Regions from separate parts of the Mus musculus genome. Here region 2 is linked to region 1. Evidence: chromatin contacts called from public promoter capture Hi-C data. All regions are on one chromosome and are shown on one strand. Each heading gives the region's core, a stretch centred on a gene start, on an enhancer-like site or on the middle of the called end of the contact. The rest is flanking DNA. Distances are from core to core; before and after follow the strand shown.

Evidence for each region. Capture Hi-C pulls out chosen DNA fragments and counts their contacts.
Region 2: a promoter capture Hi-C map of adipose tissue shows a contact between it and region 1. The contact joins two enhancer-like sites. A contact is called at or near these places in 2 of 9 other capture datasets (adipose tissue and liver).

Annotation. Positions count from the first base shown.
Region 1 is chr19:46,214,330-46,216,936 of GRCm38.p6, reverse strand. The region is part of intron 3 of Gbf1 (golgi-specific brefeldin A-resistance factor 1); the gene reads right to left. Among named protein-coding and RNA genes, the nearest start is that of Gbf1, 63 kb to the right of the region's middle. Within about 2 kb of position 1,291, at least 55 of the 459 cell types and tissues checked have an H3K27ac peak or open chromatin away from gene starts, as enhancers often do. A contact at or near this core is called in adipose tissue, where this site is marked.
Region 2 is chr19:46,451,297-46,453,903 of GRCm38.p6, reverse strand. It overlaps Sufu (SUFU negative regulator of hedgehog signaling), which reads right to left. Exons shown (of 12, transcript NM_001025391.2): 7 at 589-742. Among named protein-coding and RNA genes, the nearest start is that of Trim8, 49 kb to the left of the region's middle. Within about 2 kb of position 1,318, at least 134 of the 459 cell types and tissues checked have an H3K27ac peak or open chromatin away from gene starts, as enhancers often do. A contact at or near this core is called in adipose tissue, where this site is marked.

The DNA of each region.
Region 1 (2,607 bases), core at 42-2,541:
GCCCAAGTGAGGGAGGGCCAGCCAGCTTGCTCATCTTCTCTTTCTTGTAAACCACACCACTGAGATGGCACAGGAACTTTATGGGCCCACACAGCAACCAGTTCTGTTTTCTTTCACATAAGAGCCCACACCTCATAAATCACTTTCCCATTTCAGGGAAAGAAGAGTACTAACTGCAATATGGATTTACTTGTGTGTACTCAGAACACAAAGCTTTTCACAGTAGTAACCCTTCCATAAAAATGGATAAATAACCCAACTTATATCATACATGGAATGTGCTTTCAAGTTATGAAACCTGTTGTTCACTGCTCAGTTCTTTGTTAGTGTACACAAAATGCTAAGCCAGCTCTGTGACTCTTTGATCCACATTCATAACTGCTTTCTTGGTCTGCCAAAGTGAGCACACACTAGGAAGAACTGTATCGGTAAGAAGGGACAGAGCTAACCAGCCTTTCTTTATACCCTGATCCTAATTTCACCACTTAGAGACTACCAAAGCAAGCTTGAGATCCCTACAGAACAAGGCATAGCTTAAAATTTGATCTGGCTCAGAAGCAAATTCAAGTGCCAGTATAATATGCAGATTGAGAAAGCATTAGGATATAACTAAGTCAGATCACTGGAAGACCTGTCTTCCTCTGTGATTTTGGGGCAAATACCAGGCTCAGAGCTGAATGGACAGAGGTGAATCTGCCAGGAAAGCTAAACTGAAACAGTTGTCTCTACTTACAGCACCAGCATCATCATTTGGGAGGCAAAATAAGTTTATTCCAAATAAGATCCTTAAACATGCATAGACTACAGGTCAGCCACCATGATTCCCTTATAATGGATGCAACTGAAAGCAAAATACTTTCCTTGACAGTTAAAAAGGCTCAAGTCTCTCTTCACTTATTTCCTGAAACTCTTCCTTCACTTCCCATCTCCTACTGCTTTTTTTTTTCTTCTAAGTAAACCAATCATCTCACACATGAATCCAAAGCCTTCTAATCTTAACATCTTAGGACAAAACTGGGACAATATCAAAGTGTTTCCACGCTAAAGTCATGTGAATACACTACAATAATCTGCTTGAAGATCCAGCCTCAGTAGGAGACTAGGAGTATTTATAGTACATAAGAGATCCCCTGACTCTTGCCAGACATTCCAGTCCTTCTAACAAGATAGGCCTCTAACCATCAGAGGAACCATGTTCCCTGATAGGGGGAAATTTGTGTTCCATAACTCTATGCAAAGAAGACTTCTGGCAGAAAGCTTTCTTTTCCCCCTAAGCACCCTGCACACTGCTGAGTGCCCAGCCCTCGTGTACACGAGACAGGGCCATCCAGCAGGATGCATCAGGCTCTAGGAATGCTGAAGTCCACATATTTGCCATTCAACACCAAAATGGCTTTTCAAGTTCAATCAGCTATAAATGTTGCTTTGTTTTAATTTTCCACTGAACTTCCTGGAACCTATTATCCAACTGTCAGGGATGTATATTTAACAAGAGCAACATGGCCTCTTTGCCACTGCCCCGCTGCCCATGTCACCTCTAATAAACAGAAAAGCAGCTCCTTCCTCAGCCTCACTGCAAATGTGGCTCTGGGTCATTAAAGAAAAGCCTTGGTTTAAAGACCACAGCTGAGCAGTAGCTCCACATAGTTCTGTCCAGATCTCCAGCATCCCCGAGACTAACACTGCTGCAGGGGTTTACCAGTCCTCAGAAACTTTGCTCTACCACCGAACACAAATCGATATGCATATCTCTATTTGGGGGATGCCAGTAATAGAAATGACCCACCAGAGAAAGCTAACACAGATTAATAGGAATCTCAGCTAATACAGGCATGGCAGACAGGAAATATTAACGCAGCATATCCTATGAACAAGAAGATCTAACAACAAAAATGAGGGCTAAGAAAAACAAGCAGGCGGGTACAGCTTCAGTTTCATCTTAGAAAGCTAGCTTAAAAATGTAACCTCTCTGGGAACAGAAAGCATGAAAAACACCTCTTCCCACTTTGTCAACGTTCTTTTTAGCCATTGACACTTTTTATTCTGACATAAAAAAATAAGAGCTGAGGCACCCAGGAACTCCGCCCAACCAGTGACACAGGTTCCTTCCGGTCTGGGCCCATGCCCTGAGCAGACCTTGGGCAAGAACTCCGAAGCTGGTCCCACAACACCCAGAGGAAGCTCCATTCACCTAGGTGGTGGTGGAGCATGGGTGCAATCCCAACCCGTGGGAGGAAGAAGCAGGTGGACCTCTGAGCCAGCATGGTCTACAGAACAAAACCCAGGGCAGCTAAGGCTACACAGAGAAACTCTATCTCAAAAGGGAATTTTAATCTGAGTGTACATGTGTGTGTCATGTGTGTTTAGGTGCCTCTAGAGGATTGGATTCTATTTTAATCTGAGTGTACATGTGTGTGTCATGTGTGTTTAGGTGCCTCTAGAGGATTGGATTCTCTGGAACTGGCACCACAGACAATTAGGAGCTGCCATGTTCAATGATGCTGGAACCAAACCTGGGTCCTCTGCAAGAGCAGTGAGTGCTCTTAACCATTGAGCCGTTGCTCCAGTTCCTTTAAGAACATGTTTAAGTTGAAGTATATAATGTCC
Region 2 (2,607 bases), core at 69-2,568, 240 kb before region 1:
AAACAAAACTAAACAAAACAAAAAAAACCCCACAAGTCCTTCTGGAGCCAAGAGCAGCATGGGAGCATCCAACAGGACGCCACATCCTCCTCCTCCTCCGAGAGCTTACCCAGAAGGCAGAGGCAGAGGGAGCTAACTTGCCACAGACTCTGGGACTGCAGAGGAGGCCAGTGTCGGGCTTCACACTCGCTCCCTCTCATTAAAAGCCCAGGAAGGTTCAAGGAGAGAGGTTCTCAGGCTTGGCATGGCCTTCAGGCCAGAGCTGGGGTCTGTGTCAGTTCTGTGGTGGTGAACATACGCTGTAGTGTCTTTGGGTGGACTGTGTACATTTTCTGTTAACTATTCCATGGTTCATACTCACATACATGAGGTCAGATTCCAAGGGGCAGAGTGTACACACAGAGTATACTAGTGTGTTTGAAATGCACACAGGAAATAGCTACAAACAGGCCAATAATGCTCATATATAGTTCACCCACATTGGAAAAATTCATTTGTCAGAAAATAATCAGAGTGGGCTGCTATTTAGTTAGAGACTTGTCCTGGGGAACCTGGAAGGAAGGGAGCAAGGCAAGGGAAGGTCTCAACCTTTGCCAGACAGCCTCCGAGGCTGTGTGCCGAGGCAGATGCTCCGGCTATCCTCTTCATCCTCCGGAGGCCGGCTGAGGTCATCCCAGGCACACTTGGCACTGACGCCGCTCAGGTTAGAACCGTCTGTCTCAATGCCTTTGTCAACTCTCTCCTGCTTGAAAAGAACCAAAGAGTCAGAGTGCCTTCAGTGAACTCATGTGCCCCAAGGTTACTGACCCTGGCCCAGCCACTCCACTTCCAGTATTAGCCCTTGTAGGTGCTGAGCATGGACAGCTGCTATGAGATCAGGGTCTCATTGACCTTGTTCTGTTACAAGCATAACGGCCCCTGCCAGCCCCTGGACTCCTCTGGGAACAGGGTTAGGGGAGGCAGCAGGAATGAGCCTTGGACACTTCCTTCCCACCAACATCCAGCACAAAGGCCTTTGTGCATCTTTCAGCCCCGACAGCTGTGGCCCTCAGAGCTGATGGAGGAGACAAGACCTATTTCTCTAAGGAAAGGTGGAAGGCTTCCCCTCTTCCTGATCCTCCAACAATGATCATACATACCCCACCTCACCCCCTACAGGAGTTAGGGTAGAAGCCCGCCCTGACTTGGGAACCCATACCTGCAGTTCTTCATTATAACAGCTAGAGGGGGCCATCGCCCCAGAGCAGAAGTGCTCCCTGTGCCTCTATGCCAGCTAACTTTGGCAGAGGGCTCTGGATGGGGTTCGTTTCCATTTCCTAGGCTGCAATCGGGGTCTGAAGGGCAGTGACGGGTGCACACTTCCCCAGAGGCCTTGCCTTTGTGTAGACATTGGCACGCTTCAGTCTAAACTTTCTCCAAATGGCCTCAAGGAAGAGTTGTACTCAAAACATCGCTGGATTTTCTGGTAAAACTTAATTCTGTGGTGCTGGGCTTTGGCTCAAAGGTCATCTGGAAGACGCTAGCAACCTTGTCCATAAACAGCCATACAGGCCAAATAAGCCTCCTGTGAAAAACTCCTCAGAGCCCCCATGTCCCTGTGCCAGTCTGTCCCTCTCCAGGGCTCCTAGACAAGGGCATTGTTCTATGCCTTGGTCACAGATGGTCTCCTATCCATAAGCCACCCGTTCTTCTCTCTTCTGCTGCTTTTGCTGCCTGGATGAGGCAGGCAGGCAGCAGGCAGGACACAGCTCTAGCTGTTTCCGGCAGAGCAGAGGAGAGGGGCTGGAGCTGCTTGGGGAGAACCTGAGTTTTCTTGCCAGCAGCTGCCCTGAGACCCTCAGGGGAAGGGTCTGCTTGCTCTACTAATTCAGGGGACCAAGTTTTTTTCTGAGTATAGGAGATAAACAAGAGCCTACAGAGCCCCATGCTGTGTCCCAGCATGGCTGCAGAACAAGGCTTAGGGGATGAAGCCTCCATGGTTCTTACATAAGCAGAAGCCACACAGAAAGCAGGTTCGAAGCAGAGATACCCCTGGCATCATCGAGACCATTTCAGGGTTAAAGGTACCCAGAAAGTGGAGGAGCCTCATGTGTAAAGGAAGAGGCTGTGTGCCCCAGAACTCACAGGTTGGTAGCAAAGACCCCATAGGTCTGCAAACTACACGCCACTGTACAATTTGAAGTGCCTAGTCGCTGCCATGGCCTGCCTTACAGGCCCATGGGAGCCTTACAGAAACATGTCAAGTTCAGAGATGTCCATGGCCTGCCTCTGCTGCGAGGTGAGCAGAAGGAGCTGGGCTCTGGTGCTTCTACCCCTGCATGGTGTGCAAGAAATGCAGCAATGCTCCGGGGCTTCCAGAATGCAGCTGTGTGCCAAGCAACCATCTATTCTAAACCACAAAGTGACACTGACACTGTCCCAAGCAGTCACAGTAGTGTCAGCTGCAGACTGGCAGGGTCTAACGACTCTTCCACACATCAGAGAGTGCCAACCTACCTGGGCAGGGCTGGGGAGTGAGTTAGGAAGAATGACAGGATCATTAGACCAATCAGCATCCTGCAATGGGCTGTGGGGTCAGCATAGCCTGTGCTGCTGTCTGATACAGGG